Linked DNA regions of Sus scrofa: region 2 is linked to region 1. Evidence: chromatin contacts called from public Hi-C data. All regions are on one chromosome and are shown on one strand. Each heading gives the region's core, a stretch centred on a gene start, on an enhancer-like site or on the middle of the called end of the contact. The rest is flanking DNA. Distances are from core to core; before and after follow the strand shown.

What was found. Hi-C and Micro-C count contacts between places; a contact is called where the count stands out from the background.
Region 2: a Hi-C map of liver shows a contact between it and region 1, with 2.2 times the contacts expected there. The contact joins two enhancer-like sites. A contact is called at or near these places in 3 of 47 Hi-C or Micro-C datasets (alveolar macrophages and liver) and 2 of 2 datasets of contacts at active chromatin or transcription factors (alveolar macrophages and skeletal muscle).

Annotation. Positions count from the first base shown.
Region 1 is chr3:96,987,474-96,993,740 of Sscrofa11.1, reverse strand. All of the region lies in intron 28 of THADA (thyroid adenoma-associated protein), which reads right to left. Among named protein-coding and RNA genes, the nearest start is that of THADA, 120 kb to the right of the region's middle. Within about 2 kb of position 3,165, at least 11 of the 83 cell types and tissues checked have an H3K27ac peak or open chromatin away from gene starts, as enhancers often do. A contact at or near this core is called in liver, where this site is marked.
Region 2 is chr3:97,128,507-97,134,773 of Sscrofa11.1, reverse strand. The region is part of intron 33 of THADA (thyroid adenoma-associated protein); the gene reads right to left. Among named protein-coding and RNA genes, the nearest start is that of ZFP36L2, 69 kb to the left of the region's middle. Within about 2 kb of position 3,378, at least 31 of the 83 cell types and tissues checked have an H3K27ac peak or open chromatin away from gene starts, as enhancers often do. A contact at or near this core is called in liver, where this site is marked.

The sequences.
Region 1 (6,267 bases), core at 1,916-4,415:
ACAAAAAAAAAGAATTAAAAAGAGACTTTTTCTCAACTATGTTCCTAAAGTTTAAAAAAACCCTATCACTGTCACTAAATCTTAGATCACTCCGTAAATCACACATCCTTGAGTAAACACGGTAAACACTGAACGGTCCATTTTACACAGCACTGAAAAAATGACTTCTTAAAGGCAAACTCAGTCCTAACTACATTCACTCCCTGACTTCACCCTCCCCCTAAAACCTGACTAGGGTCTTTATTTTGCATTAAGTGTTACAGATTTCCTTATGGACCTGGAAGGAAGAGCTGTTAGTCATCAATCTGGATGGTGTGCATTAATAGGGTCTTTGTTCAGAACATTTAATTATAGGTTTGAGCCTTGGACGAATGCAAAATGAAAATATTGGAGGGGACTTTCCTTCTGCTAATCTGCCAGCCAAGCAGTACCATGGATTCCAAAACGGTCCCTCCGCACATCATTTGGAGAGGCGGTCTCTTCCCTGGGGTCTGGGACATGGCTTCCTTCTCTGGCCTGATCTTGAGCTGCCCTGGGCCACTCAGCTTCCAACAGAGTTCAGGCAATCAAAGGCCTGAGGATGCTCAGATGTAATTTGGGCGGTTTCATACCTTTTAGATGTTTGTGCCTCAACAAAGGCAACATGACCGTACTCGCTCACTCTCGCTGGCTCCAGGCGACCCCAGGACTGTCCCACCTTTGACCCCATGAGCTGTGTAGAAGGAGTCCAGAGTTTCAAGCCAAGCTTTAATCTATTTTCAAGTTTATGAAATGATTTTACTCTGGCAAGTAATTATCTGGGGAAGACTGCTGCATATGCTGAAAATGCAGTATTTGTGTGTGCATTTTACACATTAATTATTGTAGAGATGTTAGCATTTAAAACCTGTACGGTGACAGTGTGTTATCATGATGATCATTTTGAACTGTTTAGAAATATTGCATCACTATGTTGTGTAACAGGAACTAACACAGTGTCATAGGTCAGTTGTGCTTCAAAAACAAGCAAACAAACAAACTCATTGAAAAAGAGATCAGATTTGAGGTTCCCGAGATGGAGGTGGTTAGAATTAGAGGAAGATGGTTGAAAGGTACAAACATCTAGTTATGAGATAAATACTAGGGACACAATGTACAACATGATAAATATAATTAATACTGCTTTATGTTATAAATGAAAGTGGTTAAGAGAATAAATCTGAAAGCGTTCTCATCACAAGAAAAAAAATTTTTTCTGTTTCTTTAATTTTGTATCTACATGAGATGACGGAGTCACTAAACTTACTGTGGTAAACATTTCATGATGTATATAAATCAAATCATTAAGCTGTATACCTTAAACTTATACCGTGCTGTATGCCAGTTATAGCTCAATGAAACTGGAAGGAAAAAACAATTAAAAAAAACTACAAACAAGGAACCAAATAAATAGCTATCATACCTAAAGACACAGGATTTTGAGTTTCCTGAGCAACAAAGAAAGCAAGGAGAAAACTGGTTAATAAAATACCTGCTTTCTAAACCTTAGGGCATGTTCAGGCACTCTTCCACAGAAAGTTGAAGATTCATGCCAGTGTTGCAACAGGGAAAGCTGCTGACCAAAAGCTCCAGTAAAATCAATATGAATGAAGGAGTTCCCGTCGTGGCGCAGTGGTTAACAAATCCGACTAGGAACCATGAGGTTGCGGGGTTCGGTCCCTGCCCTTGCTCAGTGGGTTAACGATCCGGCGTTGCCGTGAGCTGTGGTGTAGGTTGCAGACGCGGCTGGGATCCTGAGTTGCTGTGGCTCTGGCGTAGGCCGGTGGCTAGAGCTCCGATTCGACCCCTAGCCTGGGAACCTCCATATGCCACGGGAGTGGCCCAAGAAATAGCAAAAAGACCAAAAAAAAAAAAAAAAATGAATGAAAAGTATACAGCCTAACAACAACAGCTCTCAGCATCCCCGATGCCTTAACCATCCGGTGAGGCAGGGACTTTTGAAACCTGCAGTCTCATGGACACTGCAGTGGAAGTTCGTTTACTCTGAGCCAGAATGGGCTACACCACCCACCACGCAAAGACGCATCTCCAACTAAGAATCCCCCTTTTCTACACTTCTTACAACGGCAGTCTTAAATAGAAGTTAACAATCTCTCTAATATATTCAAACATTCAAATTCCTAGAGAAAAGCAGCATGAAATATAATGCACAGGAATTATTAGGGCATCATTTAATTGAAAGATGAACGAGACCAAATGATCAACAGATCATTTTGGAAACATGACCAAAGGACTTGGGTTTCTCTTAATTTCTGCCATTCTTTCCTGTATTGCACCCTTATGCTAGCAGAGGTGCCGTGCTTGGCACTATGGGGGATAAAGCAAAGATGAATTTGACTTTCAGGTCCCTAGAAGTGAGATTTGAGGGATTTATTCTCTTAACCACTTTCATTTATAACATAAAGCAGTATTAATTATATTTATCATGTTGTACATTGTGTCCCTAGTATTTATCTCATAACTAGATGTTTGTACCTTTCAATCATCTTCCAAATCAAAATCATAAAAGTCACAACAACAAAAAGCCATCCCTTTCTGAAATCTGTCCTAAACATTAAAAGAGCATTTTCAGTTCAAAATGCAAAGGTAACTCTTCCCCAGAGAGCTGCTTATTTGGATAGAGACATGTGGTAAACATTTCCTAGGGAAGGAGCAAATGAAAAAAAGGTCAAAGGTAAAAGTCAACTGAGAAGAGCTGCAACATCTCAGCAATTTACAAATTTAAAGGAGAGCAACAGTTTGAAGGGTGGGGATAAACACACCACCTCCATTCATTATAAACTGAGATTTAAGAGAGACTCTTTTCCTTCTCCGGGGTGAATACCACAACATCTGTTCTCCTGTCATAACAGCAACTAAGTTGATTTAAGAAAATACTCTCTCTCTCTTTTTTTAAAGCTGTTGGTGCATAATTACACCATTTCTCTTGAGCCTTGGTTTCCTTAAGACGTGTTTATTCTGCACATCTGCTCTCCCCATACCTGATTACACAAAGGTATCATAAATAGCAAACCAACAGGTATAAAGAGACCAGCCCTCAAAACAGATCAAAGCAAACAGCCCGTGGAGTCCTTTGGAAATCTTGGCTGGCAGCTCTTGTAAATAAAAGTGCTTCTAAAGCAGAAAGCATTCAACTACCGTATTTATATAGGGCGTGATTGACAGGTCAGTTATTAACTTCATAAAAACACAGGCAATGTTAACTAGCAAGAATGTTTGTTCTAGCTGTTCTATCTGAAGGAAAATGAAATCCAAGATAGAATGGCTTGCTCTCTGTTTCTTTTAAGTATTTATTTTAGAACCGTGCAGTATAAAAGAATGTTTTTTCAAGTCAGTGAACTTAAGCTATTTTGCTTACTGTTCTGGAATTTAAGTATGTTGTTATAGTTCTTTAGAAAACAAATGTTACATTTACTAAAGGCAAATTCCAATGGTGCACCAGGATCTTTTCAACCCCTCCAAAAATTTTTATTCTTTTGAATTACTACAATTAAAAAATATATATACTAAGGCTTCTCTCAGTAACAAAGTATGTCAAGTCAGAGTCACAGAGCAGAAAAGTTCCCCCCAGTGCTCTAGAAGAAGGTATGTGTTCCCTGAATTGCCTATGGTAGCAAGTTTAAATGTGCCCAAAGGAGATAAAAATAAGCTGGTCTGTATTTCATTAATATTAGTCTGATGGCTTTTTTTTATTATGAACACACTCTATTATGTCTGATCATTTACTTCACTATTACAATGAAGTATATTTTATTTTTTAAATTCTTTCAAAAAATAACACTGGTTGTATGCAGATCTTTCAGGAAATCCTCAAAATCCACTTTTGCGTGCAACAGTTTTCATCCTTGAGGCGTCATATGGTTAGTCCCCACCCCCACCCCAGGGGAAAGTAACACAAATGTCAGCCTATGTTTTTCCAACTTCAATTGAAGAGCAACTCTATAATAGTAGCTTTAAGCAACATAGCAAAGAAATCCAAAAACCGTGGATCTACCCAATCTATAATCATTCTTCTATAAAACCTTTTTTTTAAAGTAACAAGGAAGAAGTACAAAGAAAAATTGAGAGGGGAAAAAAAGCCAAATTTTTCTTTTTTGAATCAATCAGCCAATACTTTTTAGACTGAAATTATATAAAATCGGCATTTCCCAGCCAAATAAAGGCTTATGAAGTAGACTGTGTGTTTATGCGCATGTTTGTTTATACATGTTTAATATCCTCAGGCCTGAGAGTTTTTCCACGTAAACATAAGTTTTGTTAACTGCCTCTTGAATTAAATTTAAAAGGCTATTTGTTATCAACATGTTTCACTCTTAGCAAAGGCTGTCATTCTATGAGCAAAATATCAAACACTAGAGCAAACTGAAAATCCCCCCAAAATCCATCCTTGCTCATCAGGACATTTAATGTATCACAATCCTGTTTTCTCCAGCAACTCCTACAAGCAGCAATCTTTCTGAACACAGAATTCTTATGAAATAAATACTCAGCCTTAAAACATGGCCTGGGCTCCTGCACTATCTCCCCCCTCCCCCCTTCCCCACAGGACTAAATTTTCAAAGTAGAATATTTGTTTTGACAGACTTCTCCTTGCTTAATTCTCTGGCACAGGACTTCTTGTTGCACCCCTAGCCAGTAATGAACATTTTGCCAGAAATATGCAACTTTTGGCACAACAAGAATAGGGAATTAAAAAAAAAAAAACAAAAAAAACCCCAAAAAACCAAAAACCCCTGCCGGCAGAGACTTCCAGAATTGAAGATAAAAGCAGGCATACTGGATGAAGAGAATCCTTTCCCTTAACATATTATAATTTCCTCTTGTTTTCCCAGCTTCTCACTCTCATGAGGAAAACCTTCATTTGGTATTTTCGCATACCTTCTCTACACTACATAAAGCAATGGGAAATTATTCCCTAAATCTTGGTTTCTAATTAAAGAACTACTTATCCAAATGAAAAATGTAGGTTAGCTAATCCTACTCAGAGAGTAAATCTCCAAAACAATTTCTTAATAATAGTTTATCAGGAAAATTAAAATCCACTGAACTTGTTTAAGCCAGCGGAATTCTTCTCTTTCATGATTTCTCCAGTTACACGGAAGGACCTCACACTCAAAAACTTAACAATGCAGGATGGCTCCACCTTCCCCCTCTGGACTCAGAAGGGTTGGGCGGGGTATCACACAGCCCTCCCGGGAGAGTTTAGGGTGTGGGTGAAGTGCCTCTTGCTACAACTGCCCAGATTCTTGGGAGAAGGAGTAGCCGGCAAAGTAGGTTTCCTGCATGGGTGGAGTCAGGCACTTTCTAAAAAAACAAAACAAAATACTCATGGATCTTGAAAGGGGAGCACGGGAAGCAGACAAGCCTGGCCCAAAGAATATCAGATTGTGGAAATGCTTGATCTCTGCTGAGAGATCCACTTCTCCACACGTCACTTAAACAGTGACGTCCCCAGGAGTCTATCCTCACCAATCTGGGTTCTCTATGCACTTTCCTGGCAGAAAATACCATGAGTGACTCCTTCATCCAGCCCAGAACTTAGGCATATGACTATGTTCCACTGGATGGCTCTTGGGCTTCTCAAAACAGACACAATAACTGATAACTGAACACAGAATTTTCTCCCATCCGTCACCCATCTGCTTCTCCTCCTAAATCTTCACCTCTGTAAGGAGCACCATCAGTTGCAGACACTGGCCCAAGCAAAGGTCTGCCATCATCTCACTCCTCTTCTTCGGTCTCATTTTTCATCAAATCTTGTTAAACTGACCATCTTTTTGTTTGTTTGTTTCTTTTTGTTTTTGTCTTTTGTCTTTTCAGGGCTGCACCTGCAGCATATGGAGGTTCCCAAGCTAGGGGTTGAATGGGAGCTATAACTGTCGGCCTTCGCCACAGCCACAGCAATGGCAGACTTGGGCCATGTCTTCGACCTACACCACAGCTCATGGCAATGCCGGATCCTTAACCCACTGAGCGAGGCCAGGGATCAAACCCGAAACCTCATGGTTCCTAGTCGGATTCGTTTCCCTTGTGCCATGATGGGAACTCCTAAACTGACCATCTTAATATCTCTAATCAATACCCCTTCTCCATTCTCCTTGCCTACTGACTTGAACTCACTTCTCACCACCCAGTTTATCCAGTTTCCCTGTGTTCTTTAAAACATAGTTCTTCATAATATATTCCATAAAAAGGATTCCATAATTCAATATTTTAAACAAGTAATTA
Region 2 (6,267 bases), core at 2,129-4,628, 140 kb before region 1:
CAACCCCCTTCCCTAGAAGCCAACTTTTCTACTTGCATTTTCAGTTTTGATGGCTTTGGGTGGCTTCCTTTCTACGTTTCTTGGAAAGCCAAGTGTTCCAATGAAAGAATCAAGTCCCTCCCTCTCTGATGGCTCCAGCTTGGTTTTCATTAAATTAGACGATTTTTGTAAACTCTTCTTAGTTGGAGTTTTTTTCCCCAGCCTTCCCTGTTAGGAATATCTTTGGATTTTCCCAACGGTGTAGTCATTTTAGTCGCCCAAATATGTGTGACTGATTCCAAACATCCAATCAGAGTTCACTTTTGAAATTAACTTTTTTTTTTTCTTCTCCAGAGCAAGAATAGCCTTTAAAGAAATGGCTTAAAGGCTGGATCCACTTGGAAGGACAATACCTCCTGCCATGCCATGTCCTGGTTCAAAAGAGAAATAATTCCCAAGTTTGGAATTCAAGGACTAATCAAATATCAAAACAATGACAGGCTGGTATAAGTTGCCAACATTTCATTTTGTAAAGAGAGGATGTTAGAAATCTACCATCTATTATCATTTCATGAAAGAAAGGCTATGTGAACACCAAAAAAGTAGTAATTTCATAGTCACATATGAAAAAGATCAATTACAATTAAAAAGGACAATTATTTATTTATTTTTCTTTTGGCTGCACCCTTGGCATGTGGAAGTTCTAGGGCCAGGGATCGAACCCATGCCAGAGCAGCAACGTGAGGCACTGTAGCGACAATGCCAGATCCATAACCCACTGTGCCAGAAGGGAGCTCCATAAAGGACAATTCTTTCCAAGAAAAAAAAAATATGCTATAGTGTCATTTTACTGTCGTTTTATTGCAAACATATCACCAGGGAGCAGCATTAGGAAACTGCCGCTTTGGAGAAGTCGAAGGAAGTTTCCTGAGGTTGATCTGTTTGGAGAGCATGAGGTGCCTGAACAGAGATTTCCTAGAGAGGGATGGAGGGACTTTGCCGAGTCCTGCAGGACAGCAAGTGGAGTGTCTGTGTGAAGAAGCACAGTGGCCCATTCACACAATTCCCTCTGGGAATCTCAGATGTGTTATTTTAGCAGTTTCGGTTCTCGGTTCTCTGGCGAGCTGCAGATTTCAGTGTTATGTCTATGACCTGAACTGTGATTGCTTAATCAACTGGATTTCAAAGCTGCCATTCCCCAAGCAACCAAGGGAGGGCGCTAACATCGACTCTGGTGGCTGAGGGAGGATTTAAAAGCAGCACTACCTTGAGCAAGCAAGGTCCGAGGTCCTGTTTTATTGTTTAGGGAAGTCTGCCTCTTCCCTAGAGGAGGAGCACAGCCCCAAAGGGCAGGCCCATGGGTCAGTTATCTTTGATTTTCACAGCTATTCATACCAGTTTGATTTTCAAAAAGTCAACATAATCTGAAAAGATGCATATTAATCTAAATAGCCTTAATAAGGGCACTCTGGAAAACAATGTGGATGATATCATTACCACATAATTATGGATACAGTGGAGTTTCACCACAAGAGCATTTAGGTGAATTTAACTTTACTCAGCAAACAGAGAGAAAGGGATTGAAAAATAACAATTAAAAGAGCGAGGGCAGTTTCATCTGACATTCCAAGCACTGAGCATATCCCCAGAGGGTGGCTGTGTGGTTACCTCAGACCAGTGGTTCTCAAAGGCTGGTGCGCTCACCTCCAGAGCTCCTGGCTCAGGATGTCTAGGGCAGGGCCCCCCAACCTCATCTCTAGCCAATTCTGGGGCGATGCTGATGTGCTGATGCAGGGACCACACTTCTCAGACCACCTGAGATCATCCGCGCTTCTTGGAGTGTAAACAGCTTGCCGTGCTGAACGTGTCTAATTCTAGTGCTGAACGGTGTTTGTTTTTGTATATCAGGGCTCCTCATCATGTCAACCCCTTCATCTAGGGCTCAACCAAGAGGCTCCTGAATAGTATACAGTTCCTGGCCTTCGCTGGTTATGTCACAAACCAAGATAGCCTCATTGCTTTGTGCTGAACTGGCCAAAATTAATGGGGCCAGAGGGAGTTGGTGTACAGGCCCCGAGGGACACTGTTTTCTTGGCCCCCGCAGAGACCGTTATGGGAGAAGCTAAAACCCCAGTAATCACAGCAAAATTGTTCTACTTAGAAAGAGGCCAATCAAACAGAAAAAAACAGTTTCACTGCCACACTGGGGACGCTGTATAAATGGCCAGGGTATGGACCGTGCCACTCTGGTGGTCGCTTGCCATTGAGCCTCAGAGGCAGGTTCTTGATTCTACCTTTCCTGTGCTGTCTCCTTGAATGATTGAGTGAACAAATGAATGAATTTCTCTCTCGCATATGGTAATGACTCAGAATTCTCTGATCCCGCTAGATCAGGAAACGTCTGTAGAAGTTTCGGACAAATGAATGAATGAATGAATTTCTCTCTCACATATGGTAATGACTCGGAATTCTCCGATCCCGCTCGATCAGGAAACGTCTGTAGAAGCCCCCCCCACCCCCACCCCTTTACTCTCCTTAAAAAAAGTGAGAGAATACAAAGTGGATTTTACTTTTAAGGCACAGTGAGACGGTCAGCTTTTTCTATTTCAAAGAACTGGAGCTCTGGTCAGAGAGATCTGGTAATCAGACCCAACAAATGTTCTTATCTGGACCAGTTGATAAACTGGTTCTAAAAATAATCAGAGATGATAGTTTGTACACTCTGTGCTGTTAATGGTCTGTTATGCAATTTCTCAGTATAAAAAAAAAACACAATTATGTTTGGAGAGGAGAGGAAACCATAGGAACTACAACAACAACAACACCACAAATCGAGTGATTTAATACATCTTGGCTTCTCCTTATCGAAGGGAAATTCCAATTCTTCTACTTAATCCTCTGCTCCTCCTGGTGAACAGTAATCCTGACCTGAAGGGCCCTTCCAGTCACAGACAAGGAGAAGGACCTGGCGGAAGCGTTTGGAGACTCGCTCCGTCTTGAGAAGCACCCTGAACGGGTGCCGGCTGTTTACGTCTTGCCTACTTTCTGGGTCTCTGAACCCCTTCTGCCCTGCGTACGGGCATGGCCCCGACACACACATCCCTCTGAAAACACTCCCTCCTTCCCCTGCCCCAGCAGATTCTCCAAGTACTTTTTTAGGCACCAAACGCCTTATCTGCTCTTGAGGAAGGAGGATGAGCTTCTGAAAATACTATTTGAAGACTACTTGGTCAACCCAAAAATAACAACAGTCCCTGTGGCTTGGGAGATGGAGTCCGAAGAGTTCTGAAGGGATTTGGGTAGGCTAAAAATGAGCTCACCAGGCCCTGGGTGGGACCAGCAGTTTTCACTTCTTGCCTCCACCCACCATCCCATCCTTGCCTCTGCCCAACACAGGGAGGAAGTCAGGAAATACTTGTGGATAAACACATGACAACCCGAAGACACAAACATAAAATTACTTCTTAGCATACACTGCTTTGGGTTCTTTGTCAGCGAATTGCTCCCAAGGACAAGATTGAGAAATCAGCAACTTCTGTATCATCACAGCTTAGACACCCCCCCATTTCATTTAACCTCTTCCCCACAAAGGATCTGGGGCTTCCCTTTTGCCCTTCGGCAATGAGATACGGTGTGAAACCTTTTTGAGAGTCTCAGTGGCTGGGAAGATTCTTTTAAATAAGTGGGGCTTACCTCTGCCGACGCACCTGTAATGAGTGGCTAGGACTGCTGATCTCAGTGTCTTGCCAGCGCTACAGTTTATAGTTCTGGAAGAAACAGTCTCTAAGACTGAAGAGGTTTCTGGTGCCACTGGCCTACATCAATGTGGGAATGACGCCACAAGGTACAATCTACAGCTGGCAAATCCAACAGAATCTGGTTGCACTGGCATGCGGTTTAGTGTGCCATCAAGTACATTCTGCCAGATGGGCACTGGAGGAGAGCCTGGGAGTAAGCGTAGCTGGCCATGGGACCAGCAGAAGTTCTGATGAGATGACCGACCATTCGTTTTGGTACCAATTTTACTTCCTAATACCTGCTTGTCTTCCTATGCTAGATTTTTTCTTTCTTATAATGTTACTTTCCATGGGGTTTTCACAGTTTTTTTTTTTTTCTCTTTCTTTCAGGTGACCTTTACCCCAATGCTCTGAGGGTACCATCCCCACTTTACAACTGAGGAACCAAGAAGTTTCAAAGCAAAGTGATGAAGGTGATAGTTCTTTTAGCCCATGCAAGTTTAACCACTATAGGAATTGCCCTTTGCCATAAACAACTAACAGCTATAAACTAGACAAACGTGTGAAATTATTGTTTTTAAACATCAGACATGGGCAGTCCAGGACCATGGCCCCCGAGAGAAGAAAGCAACACATAAGGTGAGACTTCTAGTTGCCCCAGACTACTAAGCAGGGGCACCTTCCCTCCCGGCACAGACAGGGAGAACCCAGAGCCCAGAGGTCTTGCTGAGTCAGAACGATTGGATATTCATATGAAAAATAACAAAAAGAACTTCAGGAGTTCCCATTGTGGCTCAGTGGAAATGAATCTGACTAGCATCCCTTAGGACGCAAGTTTAACAAGTTTAATCCCTGGCCTTGCTCAGTAGGTTAAGGATCCGGTGTTGCTGAGAGCTGTAGTGTAGGTCGAAGATGTGGCTCAGATCCTGCGTTGCTGTGGCTGTGGCGTAGGCTGGCAGCTGCAGCTCCAATCTGACCCTTAGCCTAGGAACCTCCATATGCCATGGGTGAGGCCCTAAAAAGACAAAGAAAAAAAAAAAAAAAGAAAAACTTCAACCTTATCTCATGACATACATGAACATTAGCCCAAAGTGGATCACAGATCTAAACGTAAAACTTTAAAAATCAAACTTCAGAAGAAAACCTGAGAGACTGTCTTTGTGACCTTGGGATAGGCAAAGACTTCTTTACTAGGGCACAAAAGGCATAAAACAGGAGTTCTCAGGTGGCCTAGTGGTTGAAGGATCTGGCGTTGTCATTGCTGTGGCACAGGTTTGACCCCGGCCCAGAAACCTCCACATGCCTCAGGCGCAGCAAAAAAAAAAAAAAAAAAAGCATAAAAGACAAAGGAAAAACTGATAAATCGGACTTCATCAAAATTAAAAACATAAGCTCTTCAAAAGACATTGTTAAGAAAAAAGACCTGCTGTGTAGCACTGAAAACTACGTCTAGATACTTACAATGGAGCACGACAATGGGAGAAAAAACTATGTGTACATGTATGTGTAACTGGGTCCCCATGCTGTACAGTGGAAAAAAAAAAAGTGAGTTGGGGGAAATAACAATAAAAAATAAATTAAAGAAAAGAAAAAAGACAAGCAACAGATAGGTAAAAAATATTTAATGACTATTTATCTGTATAAAATATTTGTATCCAGAACAAAAAACTTTTACAACTCAATAATTAAAAACATCCAATTAAAAAGAAAACGTGCAAGAAATCTGAACAGACACTTTACCAAAAAAAGATATGTATATTGCAACCATGGCACATGAAAAGATACTCAATACAACTGGTCACTAGGGAAATGAAAATTTAAATCATAATAACACACCACTACACATCTACCAGGATGGCTATAATCAACAAGAGGGGCAATTCCAAGTTTCAATGAGGATGCAGGATAACTGGACCTCTCATATACTGCTGGTGGGAATGCTAAGTGGTAAGGCCCTTTGGAAAACAGTTTGGCAATTTCCTACAACTTAAACAATCCTTATCATATGACCTAGTAATCTCTTTCCTAGGTTTTACTTAGGAGGGTAAAAACATATAGCCACATAAACATATCTATGCTCAGAGCTGCATTATTCACAATTTCCCAAAGGTGGAAGTGCCAAAATGTATTTCAACTAGTGAATTAATATAAACAACCCATGCCCATAATGGAATACTATTCATCAAGAAAAAGACAAGACCCGCATCATGTTCATAAAGGATGAAAACCACACAGTCATCTCAATAGGTGCAGAAGAAGAAATGACAGGACCCAATACCCTTTCAGGCTCAAAACACTCAACAAGCAAGAAATAGAAGGACATGTCTCCAACTTGATAACAAGCATCTATGGAAAACCCACAGCTGACACTGTACTTAATGGTAAAAGACTAAAAGCTCTTCTCCTAAGATCAGGGACAAGACACTTCTATTCGGTCTTATATTAGAGGTTCTAACCAGGGCAAGAAGGCAAGAAAAATAAACGTCATTTAGATTGGAGAGAAAGAAGTAAAAACCTATTTCTATTGCCCATAACATGATCTCATAGATGG